2 separate regions of the Ovis aries genome follow, and region 1 is linked to region 2. Evidence: chromatin contacts called from public Hi-C data. All regions are on one chromosome and are shown on one strand. The core of a region is the stretch at or near the end of the contact, and the rest is flanking DNA. Distances in the headings are between cores, read along the strand shown.

Region 1 (4,089 bases), core at 760-3,259, 620 kb before region 2:
GAGTTCCAGCGGTACTTGACAAGTATGTGTACCCAGAGCCCAGACTCTTTTTCCTCCAGTCTGGCTTCCACACGTCTGCCAGGTAACTTTATGAAACACAAATAAGGACCTGTTTAAAAAACAGGAGGTTTAAACACCTTTGCATGGCATCTGGGGCCCCTCACAGTCCAGCTCCACTTTCTCTATCAGCCTCCTGGAACTCTCAACTCAACAGACAGCACATTTTCCATCACTGCCCAGGCAGCTCATAAACATCTCCATCTTTGCTTATGCTGGGTTTTCTGACCAGGATGCCCTGCCTCCAACTGCCTGGCAAAGTCCTGTTTTGTTTTTTTTTTTTTCTCTCGGTGTCTAGAATCACTTTCATCAACTCAATGGACGTAAGTTTGACCAAACTCCAGGAGACAGTAAAGCACAGGGAAGCCTGGTGCGCTGTAGTTCATGGGATGGCAGAGTCTGATATGACTCAGTGGCTGAACAACAATGTTACTTTCTACTTTGAAATTTTCCCAAATTTGCCCCACTCCTTCCAATGTTTTAGAAGATACATTGCATAGACTTCTATGGCATTTTTAAGGAGTATTTATTTCTGTATCATTTTTTTGGTATCATTTTTTAAAAGGAGACATTTGTCTCTCCTCCAGAACTGTGACCAACAAGCACCTAGCTTGTTTTCCGACGATCTAATATTTACTGAACTGAAATATATTGTTTGATATTGATTAAAGAGAAACAATGTGTGATGTAAGCCTGGTCTAATGATGTCTGAATCCGTGAGAATCAGCAAGGCTCCTTCCCACCCTCAAATTCCTTCTGCACTGGCTCCAAGGAGGCTCAGATCCCACCCTCAAAGTTCCCTTCTTTTGCTTAGAACTTATGCCCTAAGAAGTTTATCAGATTTTTTCCTGAGCTCAGGAAAGGAAGGAAAGGCAGGGAATGGACACAGGTGAGGTGGGGAAGGGGCAACGGGAGGAAAAGAGGGCAGAGAAGGCTCTGAGGAGAAAGCCTGCCTACTTAGTTTTCTCAGGGTGGACGAGGTCTTCTGGAGTTCGGGACATTGACTTTAAAAGCCACCCACTTGACTCTCTCAAGATGTTTAGGATGAGAACTGATGGCATCGAAGGACAGAGAGATCACCCTGACAGTTCATGCAGAGTTCTTTCTACTCCAGGAAGGGCAGTGAAATTCAGGTGCCTGATCTGAGATGGTTAGAAATACCTGGTTCCAGGGAGGAAGAGGAGCGACTGGGCCGGCGGGTGGGGGGGTTGGGGCGGGGAGTGGGGCTCAACCTGGAGGCTGTGAATAGAGGTGGGCTGGCTCAGGGTGCTAGCTGGGGTGGAAGCGCCGGCAGTGCCGGCGTCTGCAGCGGGAGAGATGACGGATGATGAGCTTAGGTGGGAGGGCAAGGCCGGAGCTCGGCTTTTCCAGGCCAAGGGCTGGCGAACCCCGGGATGAGACTTGCTTCGCCTGTGCCCGCCGCTGCGGACACCCCGCAGCTTGCCTCTCACTGGGACCTGGGACCTGGGGGAAACTTTTTCAGACTTGCTTTGTGCTGGGACCGAATACTTCGGGAGCACAAGGCAGGCTCCGCAGAGGTTCACGCCGGCCGAGGGGGCAGAGCAGGAGTGCGGGCGTGTGGGTGTGTGCATGAGCGTGGACCCGGAGCGACACACACTCACACACACACACTCACACGCCCGCACCCACGCGGGGCCCTCGGCCGCGCCGCCCGCGCCTGCCCGGACCTTCACCTCCAGGGCCGCTCCCTCCGATCCTGCGCCCGGTGCCCAGCCCCTGCCGACTCGGGGAACCGAACGGGATAGACAGAGACGGCAGGGTCTCCCCGTCACCCCGCCGCAGCTGTTCCCGCATCCCCCCGCCCCCGCGCCCGCCCGGGGAAGGGGGTGAAGGCGAGAGGTGCCCGGGGCTCTTACCGCTCAGGCGGCCGAGTGCGCGCGGGAGCGCCGCCGGGTCCCGCCCCGCCACGTCGGCAGGGCCGGCGGGGACGCGGCCGGAGGGCGGGCTGGGAGCGGGACGGGGCGGGCTGGCCGCGCGGCCCCGCCCCGCGGCCCCGCCAGGGCCCCGCCCCCGCGGCCCCGCCAGGGTCCCGGCCCGGAGCGCGGCGGAGGTCCGGGCACCCCCTCACCCAGGCTGCGGGGCTCGAGGATGGGGGTCGCGGCCGCATTTCCGACCAAGCATCGGAAACTTGGTTTTTCCGAACTTCGTGCCGCCTGGTGAGCTGGAGGGGCGCCCACCCCCGCCCGGGGCGGATCTAGGGGCTCTCCCGTTCCCTTTCCTTCCTTTAAAAGCGGCCAGGAAACTGCGCAGTTAAACCAGGAAGGGGTTGCTCAAGTTCAGCAAGAGTTTTCGATCCCACTCCTCCGCCCCCGCCCCCACCCCCCCGCATGGTGCTTTAAATAGCTTTCCCTTACCCTGTTTGTGAGAGTGTCATCTGATTTAAAACCAGCCAACCGAATAAAAACACTTTCTAGAAGGCCAGTTTGGAAACGTGGATCAAAATTCAAATGTGTTAGCACTGGCCCAGGAATTCCACATCTGCGAATGTGTACCAAGTAAGCAGTCAACTGTGCACACGTGTATGTCCGAGGATGTTGACTGTGATTGTTTGTGCCACAGAAAACAACCCGGAAGTAAACTGTCCTCCCAACAAAAGATTGGTGAAGTAATTTTTAGTAACTTCAAACGACCAGGTATGCTGTAGTCGTTAGAAATTATAACTGTATGTCCAGTTTGTTGATATGGAAGGAGGGCGGACCATAGCCGAATATTAAGTGAGGGCAGGGAAAACTTAGAAGAGCGCATGTACAGTATAAATCTATTCTTGTGAATATATAGTATATGTATTTTTATATAAAAAGGAGATTTTAATGTTGAAAGCAGTTATTTTTTTCTGAGTTCTTCAGTGGTGTTAGCAAATTGTATTCCAGGTGTGTTTTGGTGTACCACAGACACCGTGCCTGTGACTTATGTTTGCCTTGGGTCAAAGAACCCACCTGCTGATGCCGGAGACATTAGAGATACCGGTTGGATCCTTGGGTCCGGAAAATGCCCTGAACGAGGGCATGGCAACCCGACCCTCTCCAGTATTCTTGCCTGGAAGGTTTCATGGACAGAGGAGCCTGGCAGGCTATAGTCCACAGGGTCGCAGAGTCGGACACAACTGAAGCGACTTAGCACAGGGCACAGCAAGTTCCTTTGCCAAACCTGCCCCTCTCTACCCTGCTGAAAGGCAATAGCGCAATCAGGCATTCCACCCCACCCCCCCACCCCCCCGCCCACACACACCCGTTTTTTTTAATTTTAATTTTAATTTTATATTGGAGTATAGTCCGTTAACAATGTCGTGTTAGATTCAGGTGTGTAGCAAAGTGATTCAGTTATACACATTCCTGTATCAATTCTTTTTCAAATTCTTTCCCATTCAGGTTATTACAGAATATTGAGCACAGTTCCCTGTTCCTCTTGGTTATCTATTGTATATAGATCAATCCCAAACTCCTAATCTATCCCCCTCCTCCCCCCTACAACAATAAGTTTGTTCTCAAAGTCTGTGAATCTGTTTCTGTTTTGGAAAAAAAGTTCATTTGTACAATTTTTAAAAGATTTTACATATAAGCACCACTATATTTGTCTTTCTCTGTCTGACTTCACTTAATATGATGATGTCTAGGTCCATCTATGTAGCTGTAAATAACATTATTTCGTTCTTTTTAATGGCTGAGTAATATTCCATTACCCACATTTTCTTTATCTAGTCATCTGTAGACATTTAGGTTGCTTCCATGTCTTGGCTATTGTAAACAAGGTTGCAGTGAACATTGGGGTGCATGTAGCCTTTCAAACCATGTTTTTCTGCAGATATATGTCCAGGAGTGGGATTGTTGGATCTATGATAGTTCTATTTTTAGTTTTTTAAGGAACGTCCCTGTAGTTCTCCATAGTGACTGTGCCAATTTACATTCCTACCAACAGTGTAGGAGGGTTCCCTTTTCTCCACACCTCCTCCAGCATTTATTCTCTGTAGATTTTTGATGATGGCTATAATGACTGATGTGACATGACATCTAG
Region 2 (4,365 bases), core at 914-3,413:
GGGCTCAGTTCTGCTCAGCACTGGTTAACACCACAACCTTAAGCAGCTCTCCGGTTCGCGGAACACAGGACACCCCTGAAAGATAGCCCACCAGTTCCCTAGGTCTGGGATGGGGCCTGAGAACTTGCATTTCTAACAATTTCCCACGTGAGGCTGGTGCTGCTGATCCGGGGACCCTAGGCTTCCTGATATTTTTCTGCAGAATCCTTGGTGCTGTGTTAGCACCAGCTGCACCATTCTTGTAAATCCTGGCTCCAAACACAGTTCCTACAATCTCGGGAGCACAGATACATGCATGAGCTGAGAGGCAGAGGGAGTGCAGAAATGAGGGTGCTGAGCCCAGGCTGAATGGCCATTTAAGAATAAAGCTCTTGAGGTCTGGAGGGCAGAATACCGAATGGAGCTGAGAGGGCTTTCCACCTCCTTGCTAAGGGTACTGGAATTGGTCTGGGCAAAGCCAGCCCTGCCAGCCCAGCTCAGCTCAGACCTGCCTGAGGCACTCATTCCTTCCTCAGGAGGGGGCCCACTTACCTTCTAGCCACAGCTCAGTGGCTGAATTCACATTCCTTTCCCTGGGAAAGCAGGGCTTCCCAGGTAACTCAGTGGTATTTAAAGAAAAAAAAAATCCACCTGCCAATGCAGGAGATGCAAGGAGTTTTAATCCCTGGGTTGGGACGATCCCTTGAAATAGGAAATGGCAACCCACTCCAGTATTCTTGTCTGGAGAAATCCCATGGACAGAGTCCTGGTGGGCTACAGTCCAGGGGTTCGCAAGGCGTCAGACTACCACTAAGCACGCACGCAGGCAGGCACACACTCTGGAAAGGAAGGGACATCTCTCTGCCTTGCCTACCAGCTCATCAGCACTTTTCCTGGAAGTCTTGGTTGGACCCTGTGTTTCAGGATAAATCGCTGAAAGGAAGGGATCCTGCCTCTCATCTGCAATCACTGATCCTACTGGAAAGCCTGGAGGTCAGGAGCCTGACACAATCCACCCAGGGACTCAACCTCCTCTTGTCTTACACAGCGGGGCTTCACTCTCCTCATTTCCTCTGAATAGAAATCCCTTTGTCCTTGGCCTCCTGGTGAACTCCCAGCCTTCCTTCCAAACTCATCTCAGGCCTTTTGCCTAGGGAAAGTGCTCCCTCAGCACCAACTAGAGTCCATTTCCTCCTCCACGCCTTGGCTGCACTGCTTTGCAAGCTTCCATGCTGTTTACAAATCTGAGCGACAGGAGAGGGATTACTGTCCTCTAAGTATCCCCAGCTTGGCTGCCCTCTCCTTACCAGCTACAAAGCTTCTTCCACTCAGCTTCCACCTCTCTTTCTGTTCTGAGCATGGCAATCTCCCTTTCCAGGATTCTTCTTTGCTGTGATATAGAGTCAAAGTTGGGGAGAGAAAACTAAGAGAAGAAAGAGGTGTTTAGAAGACATGAGAGATAAGGACTAGGGCTAGAAAGACATTTTCTCTAAACTAAAGAAAGGAAAAATAGAGTAGACTGGGACAGCTTTCTGGGGGGAGCTGAAGGAAGAATGCCAAGCAAGGCAGGCTGAGGGCGTAAGGAAGCGGATAGAAAAGGGAAGAGGTTATATTGAGAGTAACTCTGGATGTCCACGAAGACTCTATTTACTGAGTTTAAGAGCACAAGGAAGGGACTTGAATCACTCTGCAGTGCCATTGGTTGCTGGGGCCCTCTCTGATGCTGCTCCAGGACTGGACCACAGGAGTTTTGCTTTCGTTGGGTTGCATCCTCGGGTTTCTCCCGTCTTTTACTTTGTTGTTCTCAGAGTCTGGCACGGAGCCTGGTGCATAAGAGATGTGCAGAAAAGTTCAGCTTTTTCCCCTCCTTTCTTTGCTTCTGTCAACCTTGAGCAGCCCATGAGGCTGAAATGATGGCAGAAGGGAGCAGGAGCTGACAGGACAGCTTGGGGGAGAAAGGCAACTAAAACGTCCCAGTAAATCTCCCTGGACGGAGTGAGAACCAGCCGCACACTGCTGATCTTGGCTGGGAGCCCACCATTTACCAGCCCCCTCCGGGCCTCTAGGGTATGGCTAATTAAAGACATGGTTACTCATTTCATTCCCAAGTCGCTATTTAAGGAAGTAGAATCATGCCATTCCTATAAGGCCTCTGACCCTACCCTAGAGGCAAACAATGCCAGGGCTTGTCTGAGTGGCTGTAAGTACAGAGCTGTTGGGAGAGGCTGTGAGGGGGCGGAGGAGGGGGGAGACAGCAGGCCCCACCGCTGGACCAGCAGCTGGATGCTCCCTCCCTCGACGTCCTCCTCTCTCCCTCCCCCTAAGGGGCTAGGATCTTGTGACCACCCTCCCTGAGCCCACTGCCAGGGCAACTCCTGTGTTTTCTGGACACGGAGTCACACAGCTGACTCAGAAAAAAAAGGACTAACAATCTCCTTTTGGATTTCAAGTAGCAGCAACTCGGAGCATCTGAGATTTTTCAGTTGTTTTTTAAAATGTGAAGAAAACATTGCTTTTAATCAGCAGACTTGCTGAGATCTGCTGTATGTCAGGCCCAGTGCTAAGCACTGGGAAGGGGAATGAATAAAAATAAGCAAGTTTTGCTCTGAAAGAGTGTCCAATCTGATAGATGAAAGAGATGCATAAACAAATACATGACACTAACGTGGAATAAATGTAAAAGTAAAGTTTTATACTATGCGCACTACAGAGAAAGTGGTGATAACCTGTAATTGGCAGGCAAAGAAATGTGTGTGGAGCAGGGGTGGGAGTGGGAAGATTTGAGGTGAGTTTTGAGGTACAAATAGGAGTTCATCACGTGAGGGAAGAACACCCCTAGCAGATGAAAAGCATATTCAAAGTCATTTAAATCATGGAGAAATGAGTTGAATCCATGAGTTTCAATGGGTCTCAAACTTTGCGAACAAATATCTCATACAGAATAAGTCACATTAAAGTAAATAGGTTAGTCTGAAGAATCCAGTACAAGTAGGGATTTTTAAAGATTTATTATTGAGAATTAATTGACATAGAGTATCATATCAGTTTCAAGCAGCCCGAAATTTCTTAGACTTTTAAAAAAAATTTTTAACTGTGCAAAATTATGCATTATGGTTTATAAGCGTCTCATGTTTTGACATTAATATTTTCAATTTCTAGTAAGATTATTCAATTTTCCAAACGTAGATGGTCAAATAAATTGATCCCCCATGTAGGGAGAAGCTCCACATGGATTTCTTGAGAAAGAGAAAGGCAGTATGTAACCAGTGTGAGAACTAGAAAGCCTTTAAAAGAGGGTTGGAGACCAGAGCTCTGTCTCTGACTGTACAAGTGATTTTTCACTCTCATATTTAGGTGATGGCTGGGTTTGACCACAGTTACAGCATTTTCCAAACACTCTTAGAGAAGTAAGTTTGTCCTGTTGTCTGATGAGGCCATCTTGGTTTTTGCAGGAATGGGGTTGTTCCTCTCACCCTTGCCCAGGCCACCACCCTCTGGGCCATGGGTATGTGGCTGGGGTGTGGTACCCAAGGAAAGAGATCACAGGCTAGGAAGGCCATGATTACCGCCTGCAGAGTTCAGAACACAGAGGGAGATAATTTGTGCTGCTGCTGCTGCTGCTGCTGCTAAGTCGCTTCAGTCGTGTCCGACTCTATGCAACCACATAGACGGCAGCCCACCAGGCTCCCCAATCCCTGGGATTCTCCAGGCAAGAACACTGGAGTGGGTTGCCATTTCCTTCTCCAATGCATGAAACTGAAACAGCAGATTTAACATTCACACTTTCTTACACGATAGGGAACCCTCGCATTTCATGCTCAGTATCAAGGGGGAGGCACATGGCAATCTTGGAGAGGGTCACCGGGAGCCCATCTTCACCAGGAGTAGGAGGATGAGGCAGGTCACCAGGTACCATGTAACAACCCTTAATTTAATGGTGTTGGAGGAAAACTGAAGGGAAAAGATCTATTTTGTTTCAATACAAGCCAGGCTCTGAGGAGCGCTTGCATGATAACAGCAATGTTTCTCCTTCCTTATAGTAGGAGATATGAAATTAACTTTGAACAGCAGGTTGAACTACAAAGGACAGGAAGACAGGGTGTCTGGACCCTACAAAGAATCTTCACATGCACTGACTGAACAATAAACACAGTTTATTTATTTAAATAAAATAGCTTCCCATTTGATTGCAGTTTTGTACCAAGAGCCAAGTGTTTCTGTATCAAAGGCAAGCAGGTGGATGTCCACACTTCCAGTTCCAGCCAGCAATGCTGACATGCCCCAGGCAAGGTCAAAGGTTGAATTATATCCCCCTACCACCGGAATCTGTTTGTTGAGGTCCTAACCCCCAGGACTTCAGAAAGTGGCCTTATTTGGATATGCAGT

Evidence for each region. Hi-C and Micro-C count contacts between places; a contact is called where the count stands out from the background.
Region 1: a contact with region 2 is called in a Hi-C map of skin fibroblasts, with 2.7 times the contacts expected there. The contact joins the promoter of FAM114A1 here to the enhancer-like site in region 2. A contact is called at or near these places in 2 of 16 Hi-C or Micro-C datasets (skin fibroblasts and tail adipose tissue).

The regions. Positions count from the first base shown.
Region 1 is chr6:58,805,785-58,809,873 of ARS-UI_Ramb_v3.0, reverse strand. It overlaps FAM114A1 (family with sequence similarity 114 member A1), which reads right to left and starts at 2,009. Exons shown (of 15, transcript XM_060416961.1): 1 at 1,935-2,009. It also overlaps a transcript of TLR6 not described here.
Region 2 is chr6:58,189,074-58,193,438 of ARS-UI_Ramb_v3.0, reverse strand. No RefSeq gene overlaps it. Among named protein-coding and RNA genes, the nearest start is that of TBC1D1, 270 kb to the right of the region's middle. Within about 2 kb of position 2,163, at least 33 of the 54 cell types and tissues checked have an H3K27ac peak or open chromatin away from gene starts, as enhancers often do.